2 separate regions of the Mus musculus genome follow, and region 2 is linked to region 1. Evidence: chromatin contacts called from public Hi-C data. All regions are on one chromosome and are shown on one strand. Each heading gives the region's core, a stretch centred on a gene start, on an enhancer-like site or on the middle of the called end of the contact. The rest is flanking DNA. Distances are from core to core; before and after follow the strand shown. Region 1 holds the start of AI662270 (expressed sequence AI662270). Region 2 has its middle 8.3 kb from the start of Gm38924.

Region 1 (5,911 bases), core at 2,896-5,395:
TATTGTCAGATCCTTCGGTAGTACTATGTCCAATTTTCTGAGGAACCACCAGACTGATTTCCAGAGTGGTTGTACAAGCTTGCAATCCCACCAGCAATGGAGGAGTGTTGCTCTTTCTCCACATCCTCGCCAGCATCTGCTGTCACCTGAATTTTTGATCTTAGCCATTCTGACTGGTGTGAGATGAAATCTCAGGGCTGTTTTGATTTGCATTTCCCTGATGATTAAGGATGCTGAACATTTTTTCAGGTGTTTCTCAGCCATTCGGTATTCCTCAGGTGAGAATTATTTGTTTAGCTCTGAGCCCCATTTTTAATGGGATTATCTGATTTTCTGGAGTCCACCTTCTTCAGTTCTTTATATATATTAGATATTAGTCCCCTATATGATTTAGGATAGATAAAGATTCTTTCCCAGTCTATTTGTGGCCTTTTTGTCTTATTCACAGTGTCCTTTGCCTTACAGAAGCTTTGCAATTTTATGAGGTCCCATTTAGATCTGTGTTTTTATGAATACACTTCTTCTGCTTATATCTTACTTCAACGAAGCTTCATTGTTCACCCTGCGAAGTTATACTTAACAAAATTTGGATACCAAACAAAGGTTATGCCATTTTAATATGTTTCTAAAATAAATGTTCCTTACAAATCATCATCAAATTCTCTTAAAGAATTCTTATTGGGTTTCCAGGATAATATTTCCAGGCTTTGCGGTTTAAAATGTTTTGATGACTTGGGATTGTGATTTTCAGAATTGTGGCTTAGACCTTTGAAGACCAAGGAAGTGAGAAGACACATTATCACAGCTGCATGAGCACCTATTGACACTTGTCACAGTAGCTGGTCTAAAGGACACCTAACCATTCTTCCTTCACACAACAGCCACTGGGGCTGAGACACGTTAGAAACACTTGTTTCATGGAGGTGACATCAGTGTGAAGTCATGACAGTTGTGGGGTACATCATGGATGAACTAGGAAGTTGTTGCACTCTCGAGGCTGCTGGAACTCATGGGAGATCATTGGCAGAGAGTTTCAACAAAAGCAGCAGCTGCCTGCCTAAAGAGAGCCTCTTTGGGTGGCAGTTCAGGAGCTCCATTAACATAGGAAAGTCAGAAGGAGGAAGCCAAGTAAAGGATGGCTGTAACAGTGTGGGGCAAGGACCTGGGTAGTGACATGGACTAAGAAAAAGCAAGGAGTCCTAGTAATGGCATGCTTGGCTGCAGAGTCAGGTTTTCAGGTCAACAGGACAAACCTTGGGGAAAGACTTATGAGTGGGAGCCAGTGAAGTGATGGCTCAGTGGATGGAGGCAGCTGCCACCTTGCCTGAGGAGCCCAGCCCCAGGGATCTCTGTGCAGGAGAGAGAGAAATTGACTCAAGCCAGTTGTCTTCTGACTGCCACATGGTGGTGTAGCTGTGAACACCCAGCCCCACAACTGCATACAGATACATTTAAGCACTGCTAATTTTTTATAATGCTACATTTTAGGAGCAGAAGCAAGTGTTCAGCAGTAAAGAGCACTGGCTGCTCTCCCAGAGAACCAGGCTTGTATTCCCAGCACTCACATGGCAACTCACAACCATCTGTAATTCAAGTTTCTGGGATCCATTACACTCTTTGGTCCACAGCGAGCCTGAGGCATGCATGTGGGTCATTTACATACATTCAGGCAAACACTCATCCATAACATAACATCCAAGTAAGTAAGTAAACACAGTTTTGACATTCTTAATATATTTGTGGACCTGGAGAGATGGTTCAGCGGTTAATATCACTGACTGCTCTTCCTGTGGTCAAGTCCCAGCAATGACATGGTGGCTCACAACCATCTGTAATGGGATCCAATGCCCTCTTCTAGTGTGTCTGAAGACAGCTACAGTGTACTCGTATTAGTAAAATAAGTAAATCTTTAAAAAATATATTTGTAATTTTGATTTAATTTTGGATTCATCTCCCCAATCCAACATCTATTTTTGAAAAGAAAAAGTAATATCCCCATCTAATGGGTATATAACATATTACATCATCTTAGAACCAACTGTTTTCCTAAAACAAACATTGGGATCATAATTGTGGTTAGATTCCTAGTGATGATGAAATTGTAAAGTGAACTTTTGTGACCACGATGCTCTGTACTTAAAATGAAAAACAACAATAAAAATGCAGAACCTGGAATCTGCTGACACCCTTGAGCCACAGGCACCTCCCAACAAACTAAATCATACAGGACACTGCCTTATCTCACAGTCAAGTCTGTGACAGCCACATGTTGCTTATGTCCCAGAGTAGAATCATGCAGCATGTTTTAAATATATTGAAGTATAAGCTTTTAATGGCTCAACCTACTACTAGCTTTAACTTAATTCTTTGTTATAGATATTATAGATTTTTTTAACCATATCTGATAATTTATAAGTCAATCCTTTTAGTATTTGACCCTGGAGTTTAAAATCATGCCTGGGTCTGAAAAAGGTGAGCTATAACCCACTTTCAGAGCCAGCAATAACGAAGAACATTATAGAACAATTTGAATATTACCCATATTTAAACAACATTTGAATTTCTATTATATTAAATCCAGTGTTCAGGAAAACCAGAGGTGAATTCTGAGCACAAGTAACTGGCAGAAGGAATAAGAAATAACATTTATTCTTGAATTCGTGACCAGGCAGAAACTAGCATGCAATGGTCATGTACATTCATACACATAAGATCCACATCTAAACATACAGGGTAGAAATCAGACTCATCCATAGCTTGGACAGGAGCTGGTTCTGGCCTGATGCAGAAGAGGGACAAGGCAGTTTGGCAGTGCCTGGCTTCCATGTGGGACCCCAGGTTTTACAAAGCTCTCCATTGAGCCCGGGGATTTACTTGTGAATCCTTCATCCAACCCCATCCCCTTATGCATACTCAGTGTTCTGAGATGTGAAGTTTTTATCAATGCAGTTTTCCTGCTCCCAAGAAGCAGCTGAAGGTGGAGCTAGGCACCACCTGGAGCCCTGGGTGCAGCTGTGCCTTACAGCCCTGAGTCAGAACATACAAACATAGGATAGATACATAAGAGAGGACAATGACATGTAACGATTGGACTTCTTTCCTTCAGAGGTCCATCAGTCCCTCTTGTGTCATCTAGTTTCATAGCCTTCCAAGTCTTAACACACAAAGATGGATCAGATATTGACTTAAGAGACCAAAATATACATGACATCAAAGACAACTGTAACAAATGACTAGTGTCTCATAGAGGTTCCATCAGTCTGACAAGGAGAATGTAATGGACAGGAGTCTGTTTCAGAGGCATCCTTGCATAATCCCTGGAGTACCAGGCATCCTGGGGAATTCTCACTTTAGCTGTGCAACTAGACATTGGAACACTGATGACTGTGCCAGGTCCTTGGCCACTCTGATTTCTGCCTCCCAGCATCGCCTGAGTGCATCTGCAGGGTTTATGTTTATACTGGGTTTTGCTGGGAAAAAAAAAAATGAACGCAACCACTTCAGGCCAAATTTAAAGCAAACATTTATGAAATATTAAATACGGACCAAGACTACTGAGAGGAGCTTACAGGCTTGCTGTATGGAATCTTCTCAGGAGAGAGAAGACAAAAGGTCATGACTCTTGATTTCATCCACTGGCCAGCACTGAGTAAAACCAGGACTAACGATCTGGCACCAAAGGTAAAAGCAAAATCCTTGTAGTTGAGTTAGGGGTGCATTATGTGAAGGTGGCTCTCTATATACTCAATGTTGAGGGATAAACCATCAGCAAACTAAGCACTAGCCAGACAGCTGAGTGCGAGCCGGATCTTGGTATTATTTCTTTTTTTGTTGTTGTCGGGGTTTTTTTGTTTTTGTTTTTTTGTTTTGTTATGTTTTTTTGTTTTTTTCGAGACAGGGTTTCTCTGTGTAGCCCTGGCTGTCACTGGCACTCACTTTGTAGACCAGGCTGGCCTCGAACTCAGAAATCTGCCTGCCTCTTAGTATTATTTCTGTGGCCTATCAGAGGTCCTATATTTTGTAAATATTAGACCTTCTTTACTTGCTTATTGGCTGTAATAAAGAGCTGACAGCCAATAGCTGGGCAGAGAGTGGAGGGCAGAACTTCCTGGGGAGGGACTCTGGAAAAAGAAAGCAAAGGCGCCAAAGTCGCCTGGGGCCTCGGAGATGAAAGATGGACCTGAACAGGAGCAGAGACGCAGAGCTGGCCACACATGGAAGGTAATGCCAGGACAAATCGGGATGAACTAGAAAGTTGGTTGGAAATCTGCCCAGCTATAGGCTTAAGCTTTAAAATACCCGATAGCCTCTGTGTCATCATTTGTACTGCTTCTGGGTCAGAAAGTCCTGCTATATAACTGAAATCACACGGGGGGCCTCTTTAGAAGAAACTGACCAGTGCGGAAGGAACAATATCCTCAGATCATGGAGAGCAAGAGAAGGAAACACAGAAAATAACCATGAGGCCTGAGAAATGTTTTGAATGTATGTGAGATTTATCACATCCTTCCTGCAACCGCTCCTGTCACCCTCCCTGAAGGCTGTCAAGAAAGGACAAGGAGACCAGCATGTGGTTTTAGTTTCTGCCACAAGGCTCACATGAGTCCCTCTGTATCGCCTGGCTGGCCCTTCCTTCCTCCGCATCCAGGCTAACTTTAAAATCCAACCTGAAGGTTTTAAAAATCCAATTATAAGTTAGCCTATATATTAGATGGGGGGGGGGGGGAGGAAACTTCATATTAAAAGCCCTGTATAAAATGCACTCTTTACTGCATTGAGTTTGGTCAAGAGTTTTCGTGGCTGCCTGTTAGTTTGTGTTACCAAAACGAAACATTGAAACATCGGCATGGAAGTTTCTTCTAGGAGCCTGCCCCCAGTTGGTAAGTGAGGAAACATGCATGCCCCTGCCTGAATTAAGGGGGAGGGTTGGGTACAAAAGCAGGAAGTACGTAAAGATATGTGTTTGCTTCTAATTGGACCTGATGGGAAAGCCAAATGGCTTTATGGGTATACGCCTTTAGATGACTCTGCAAACTACCTCTGCCGCCATTTTCTGGGGACCCGGAGTGGTTCTGGGCAAAATCCTTCATCTTGGCTGAATGAAAAAGAGAAAGAAAGAAAGAAAACATGACTGGTCCTGGTTTTCGGCGCCATGTGTATGAGAAAAAGAAATAAAAAGAAAGGAAGAGGACTGGTCCCAGGTATAGTGGAAGAGAAAGTTTGTGGATTGAAAGGGAGGCAGAGCCACGGGGCAGAATCTTCTTGGAGCGTCCAGAATGAACATGTCCCTAGCTTTTTTAGGAGATGGAGGAGAGGGAGGGAGGAAAGAGAGGTACCAGGTGCAGCAGCCCGGGTTGGCATTTTGTCTAGGCTCTGCCCACAGTTTCTGGCAACAGCCAGGTATACCTGACTCACTATAAAAGGGACTGCTTGCCCCCTCCTCACTTTTGCTCTCTGCTCTTCTCCTCTTGCCCTTGCTCCCTTACTCACTTCCTCCCTCTCCTCATTCCCCTCCCTACTCTCCACGTGCTCATGGCCAGCCACTACTATCTCTGCCTTTCTCTGTCTCTACTCCCTCAACTCACATCCCTATGCCCTACATTCTATTCTATATTATACCATCCCGTGGCTGGTACCTCAGGGGGAAGGGATGCCTCAGCATGAGCCAGCAAAGGGACCCTTTCCCCAACACCTTACTATGCCTCCACCAAACATATCCCTGCCTTCTTCTCTTTCTTTTTATAAAATACAACAGCCAGGAAGCCCAAAGGAGAGAGAGATGGGTCTGGTAACCAAAATGGTTGAATTGGAAGTGCAGTTGGGGAAAGGTGGCCCAACACTGAGCTGGAGAGTTCAGGGTAGGAGCAGAACATGCCTTCCAGGAACGCCCTGGAACTGGCAGGGACTGAGG
Region 2 (6,238 bases), core at 2,188-4,687, 39 kb after region 1:
ACACACACAAAACACCTGGCAACATGTGACATTCTCACCATAAGGAGACAAGCAAAAGGAATTTCCTCTGTGACTCTAATCTGTCAGTAGAAGATCCCTTCGAATTCCTTTACTAAATACAAGTCTTTAAAGAACTGTATGCTATCTTATGGCTGGGACTGCCAGTCTGTACTCACCAGGGAAGTCTAGCCTCCCTTGTGATCCACTCTGATGCATCCTCTACCCCATCCCTGGAGCTCTGGCAATGTGCTCTGCTCCCCGCTTTGCTCTGTGGAGCCTCCCCATTTCTCCATGCTTTTCTCCTGTTTCATCACCTGACTGTTCTGTCCTCAACATTAGCCTGTCCTTTGCTCCCCTGATTCTTCTCATCCATGGAGTTCCCCAGAACAAGCCTCTGAGACTGTGAGTGTTCAGCTGCTTCCATGGCTCCCTCTTTGGCAGTTTGAGTGTCCAAGTCCCCCTTCATCTGCCTCCTTCCAGTTCTTGAATCAGTGTTTGGTATCTTGTGTTCACCTTCTCGGTTGGGCTGCAAAGTGTGGAATTTACAAACTGCTTGGTTATGTGTCATACCTGACATTCCAGGCATTTTACTTTTTTAATTTGTTATGTTTCTTTTCTTGTCTAGAGATGCCTGGAAAGGTGATATGCTCTCCAGAAGCCCTCTGCATGAAACCATTCTCACTACATGAAGGCTATGAGCAGTTAGTCCGGACAGAGTTGGGCTCACTTAGAGGAAAACTGGTTGTCTCTAAGAGCTTGGCTATGGATCTGGGCTTGCAAGAGAAGCAGGGAGTCATCTGGGATGCACTTCATATTTCCCAAGGCAGTCTCCTGACCCTGCATGGCTTTGTCCGGGGAGATGAGGACCTGGAAGACAACAGCATCCTTCTGGGGGAACTAGGCGCTGAGTTAAAGGGCTATTATAAACAAACTGCCCTAACACTAAAGCATACACTTGTAAACCATAGTGATTCCCCTTCGAAAATAGGTGTTATAGTCAAGATAATGTACTTGGGTCATAAGACAGTGTGTCTTTATGATTCAAGCTCAAAAATACGTTACCCCCAAAAATATTATCTGACAATCAAGACAGTAAGGGACTTAGAGAAGGCTTTGCTGAAGTCCTGTGTAACATGTGTAGCCTAACTCCTTCTTGCTGATTGACCCGATCCAGGGGTCAGTCAACGGGGTCTGCAAGGATGAGAGTGGGGATGGAGGGGCAAAAGACAGGAAGAATGGAGACAAGACAGGCTATCTGATCAAGTCTTGTTTATTGAAAGGCAACTATGGGTATATAAGCACACACTGGGGACTGCAACTGGAGACACCTAGCCAAAAGTCCAGGATGTGTTTAAGGAAAACAAGATGTTATCAGAGTGTATTCAGCTATGGTGAGCTTCTTACAAAAACCTCTAGTTCCTGTTCTTCTGTAACTCTTCAAAACATAAATTTAGGGTGGGTATGGGGGACTTTTGGTATAGCATTGGAAATGTAAATGAGCTAAATACCTAATAAAAAATGGAAAAAAAACATAAATTTAAACTGTTTTAATTCTTCTTATTAAAGGCTGTCTTTTTTAAAAGATTTATTTATTTATTATATGTGAGTACACTCTACCTGTCTTCAGACACTCCAGAAGAGGGAGTCAGATCTCATTACAGATGGTTGTGAACCACCATGTGGTGGCTTCGATTTGAACTCAGGACCTTCAGAAAAGCAGCCAGTGCTCTTACCCGCTGAGCCATCTCTCCAGCCCCTATTTAAGGCTTTCTTAAACAAGATACCAAAACCTACTTCTGATGACACACGTGCAGCCATATAAAATATTATTGTTGGGAAAGTTTATATTTATCAATACTATCTTATACATGATTTATAAAGTGAAGCGCTGGTTTTCCCGGAGATGAGGTCATGTCTAGTGACTCCATTTCAAGGGATGGTTTTGTAGCCATAATACTCGCTTAAGATTTGGCCTAGGCTATCAGGAACATCTCGTATATAGGAAAAGGAATAGAAAACGTAAAACAGATAAGTAGCCAAGAGAACTATGGCTCAATAATTTTTCTCCAGCGAAGAGTTCCACAACCGGTTCCAGGAGGCCTCCCCCTTTTGAGGTCAAACTCCTCAGCCTGTGGAACTTGTCACACAGATCCTTACTGGAGGTGGTGTGGCAACCTGTAAGTAAATAGCCTGAGATGGCTGCAGAGATGATAGTCACTTTCTGCTAGGAGTCAGCTTCCAACAGCTGATGAAATACATGGTGCCTTTAATGCACAGAAGACACTCTTCCTAGAGATTTCAACAAAGAAAATGATTTGTCAGGTTGTTGCCTATGAAGTATTGATAGTACGACATTAAGATGCCAATATAGATCGATATTGTTCATTTACAGTTTGATAGGCTGTGGTTTTTTACATTCATGTCATCGAGTTCTTGTGTCCTTCCCCCAGCCTTAAGTAAGCAAAATAGACCTTAATTGTTTGCCGAGGTTGGTCTTCCGCTGACTAGGGTGGAGTCTTCCAGTCTGTGTAGAGGTCTTCCACCTTGCCTCACCTGCAGTTTTCCTGCAGAAGCAGACTGCCCACTGAGCTTGCTTTACAGCATTGTTCAGCTGAAATAAAGCAACATAATCCAGCTGAAACAAAGGATGGGTCTTTGGGTTTCCCCTATACAAACATAGAGCTGAAAGTTGAACTTTGAGCCTTGATCAGAAATCTTTGTCTTGGGCTGGTGAGATGACTCAGCGGGTAAGAGCACTGACTGCTCTTCCGAAGGTCTTGAGTTCAAATCCCATGCATGTTGGGATGGAGTAATATAGATATCAATTCACGTAATTTAGCCATCCCATAACATGTACATATTTCATATGTCTATTCAACACTTTGAATACATAGCATTTATCTTAGTAAACAAAAGAAGGAGATAGGAAGGAAGATAAAAGGAAGGAAAAAAGGAAGGAAGGAAGGAAGGAAGGAAGGAAGGAAGGAAGGAAGGAAGGAAGGAAGGAAGGAAGGAAGGAAGGAAGACAAAGAGACACAGGCTGGATATATGGGTTAGCAATTCAGAACCCTGGCTTCTCTTCTACAGGACTGGAGTCTATTCCTAGCACCCAAAGGACAACTCACAAACCATTTGTAACTCCAAGTCAGTTATCCTAATGTCATCTTCTGGGCTCCAAAGGCACCAAACATGCCTACAAAAATTTTGAAAACAACACACACAGCCCACTGAAACCAAAGAGTTACACATATACAATGCATAAAAGAGTCCTGTGCGCTTACATTGGTGAAGGGACTGAGGAAGCAGAATAAACTCCATTTTGTTTTTAAGACTCCATTCTAAGTTAAAACTTGCCCTTAGAGAGGCATGGACCCCACCCTTGAGGTCTGAGAAAATCAAGAAATGTTTCTGGCAGTTACAAAATAGATACAGCAGCTGCAGCTGGCTGATAACAACAGAGTGGGCTAAGAAAACCTAAGTTGTTCCCAAGTGAAGACACTCTTTTTTTGATGTATGCTCCCTTCTTGTGGTTTGACCAGGTGCTGTAAAACAACTAGCTTAAAGGCCAACATTCCTTTACCCTCTCATGTAATGCCAAGACTTGGAAACCCCTGCTTGTAGTTTCTTTTTTCCTTCCCCTAGGAAAGGACAAACCTTCCTGATGCAACAGGACAGGAGAGTGGTCCCAGATTGATCTTGAATAAAGACTCTCATGTGCTTGCATCGGAATTGTGGTTCCTGGTGGCCTCTTTGGGGTTCTCACAAACTGAGCACAACTTTGGGACGACACTGAGAGCACCAGTGACTCACGCAAACTCAGCTCCTGGAGACAAAGGAGTTCCTGAAGGGTACCCAACAACAGTGGCCCCACAAGAAAAGTTGCATTTGTGTGATATTGGCCAAGTCATTGTATTGCACCACCTTAACCTTCCAACCATACTCCCTACCCTGTGAGGCTGGTTCTGTCGTTGTCATTTTAGCTGTGTTTGCCCCCTAGTGTTCAAACAGCAAAAGCAACTACAGCTTCCAAAGACCTCAAACAGAAAGTCAGAAGCAAAGTTTATGTATTGTTGATGGTAATGTTTTTCCAATCTCATGACCCTCTTTCTTATTAATTGGTATTAAATTGCACTGAATTAAGTGTTTCAATGTGATATTATCATCTGTGGAATGCCCTTTGGTCATAGGGTTCCTCTTTACCCTCCCTTGTCCCTTCACCTACATGAGGGACATAAGTCTCTTTCTACATAAGTCTCCCTTGTGCTTTCATACCCTTTAAAAGCTATATGATGGGGCTGGAAGAATGGCTCAGTAGTTAAGAACACTGACTGCTCTTCCAAAGGATCCCAGTTTACTTCCCAGCATCCACATGGCAGCTCACAACAGTCTGTAACTCCTGTTTTAGGGGATTTGACTCCCTCACACATGCAGGCAAAACACCAATGATGTCCATAGAATAAAAATAAAATTTTTAAAAATCTTTTCAAAAAGCTGTATACCGCATGTGAGAGTAAATGTCCAATACTTGTCTTTCTGTATGATTTCATGACATATAATCCTCGGTTCCACCCATTTTCCTGTAATGATGCTTTTCATTCTTCCTTATGGATGAGTAAACTCTCAGTTCAGGCTGAGCATGCAGGGAGCTTAATTGTGCACATGCTATGATTTCCTCATCCACTCACCTGCTCAAGGGCCCCTTGCTTATTTCCACAAGTATCAGTAGTTAACTTTGTGAAGAATGTCATAAATTGTGATTTATATGAAAAATTACTATGGTATGGTAATATTTTTACGTATGTGACAGTCTTTTCTGATTCTAAACTGATTCTAAAGAAAATATCAAAAGTGTGTCTTTGAATAACTACACAGCAACAAAAACCAAAATGTGGGAAAGGGATTGGCTGTTCAAGAAGGCAATGATAAAACATGGTTTTGAAAATGTGTCCCTGAGCTGGGCATGTGGTCCATGACCCTAATCCCAGTACTTGAAGAGAGGCTGACCATTCCTGTCCATGTAGAGAGTTCCGGGAGAGCCAGGGTTATGCAAAGGACTCTATCTCAAAGCATGCAAACAAACAAGTAAAAGCCAAGTGTCCCTATCTATCTACCACCACCACCCCTGCAGCCAGTCCCTCTCACTGATGAAATCCATGGTGCCTTTAAGGCATGGAAGAAATTCTTTCTAGAAAAGTTCACAGAGTGAATGATGAAGTAAGCAGTATGGTAAGGCAATGTTGTCATGGTGCTGCTGCTCAGCCCTGTGTGCTACTGCTGCTAAACCTGTGGTTTGTATTTTATAACCTGAAGAAGGACTACTTTACAAGTGTCCAAAATCACAGAGGCAAGGTTCTGATTGTGTCAAAATTAAGTGGAGGGCCCCCAGTGGAGGAGCTAGAGAAAATACCCAAGGAGCTGAAGGGGTCTGCAACTCTATAGGTGGAACAACAATATGAACTAACCAGTACCCCCGGAGCTCGTGTCTCTAGCTGCATATGTAGCAGAAGATGGCCTAGTCGGCCATCACTGGGAAGAGAGGTTCCTTGGTCTTGCAAACTTTATATGCTTCAGTACAGGGGAACGCCAGGACCAAGAAGTGGGAGTGGGTGAGTAGGGGAGCAGGGGGGAGGGTATAGGGGACTTTCGAGATAGCATTTGAAATGCAAATGAAGTAAATACCTAATAAAAAATTGGAAAAACAAGTGGAGACTGCTTACAATGGCATATATTAAATATGGGAAGTTTCCAAAAAGGCCAAAGACACTAGAAAATAAATACATTTGTTTTCTGCAAGTAGAGTATGTTCTGTGTCTTCAAGAAAAACCTATTTTCTGTTTTAATCTATTTCTTTAATTTACATGTTATATATATTCAATTTACATGTTATATATGTATATATATGATTTACATGTTGCATATATACATATATATGTATATACATGATTTACATGTTATATACATATATCGAGTGACTGCACTGTAGATTAATACCTACCTGTAAGGGTATTTACAGCATTGAGTTTACATGTGAGTATTTTGCATTAATTGAAATGTTGGTATTCCCTTCATAAAGGATGCAGTGTCCTCATTGTACATCTATATTTGTGAAGGATAAAATTTCCCAACATTTGGCCCTTAGGGTTGATTTTATATGTATACAGTGGTAACCTGTTGTGACTTTTAATGGAACTCATCAAAAGACTGGTTGCCCTTCACTAGAGTTCTGATGATGGGGGCT

The links. A called contact is a pair of places that touch in the nucleus more often than the background predicts.
Region 2: a Hi-C map of double positive thymocytes shows a contact between it and region 1, with 1.6 times the contacts expected there. The contact joins the enhancer-like site here to the promoter of AI662270 in region 1. A contact is called at or near these places in 2 of 15 datasets of contacts at CTCF or cohesin (CD8 T cells and the G1E-ER4 cell line), 20 of 484 Hi-C or Micro-C datasets (B cells, CD4 T cells, the CH12 cell line and 13 more) and 7 of 115 datasets of contacts at active chromatin or transcription factors (the HPC-7 cell line, the SCID.adh cell line, acute myeloid leukemia and 4 more).

The regions. Positions count from the first base shown.
Region 1 is chr11:83,219,431-83,225,341 of GRCm38.p6, forward strand. AI662270 (expressed sequence AI662270) reads left to right here and starts at 4,146. Exons shown (of 4, transcript NR_015519.1): 1 at 4,146-4,221; 2 at 4,780-4,880; 3 at 5,022-5,201.
Region 2 is chr11:83,259,419-83,265,656 of GRCm38.p6, forward strand. It overlaps the pseudogene Gm11427. Among named protein-coding and RNA genes, the nearest start is that of Gm38924, 8.3 kb to the left of the region's middle. Within about 2 kb of position 3,438, at least 21 of the 459 cell types and tissues checked have an H3K27ac peak or open chromatin away from gene starts, as enhancers often do. A contact at or near this core is called in the G1E-ER4 cell line, the SCID.adh cell line, double positive thymocytes and 1 more, where this site is marked.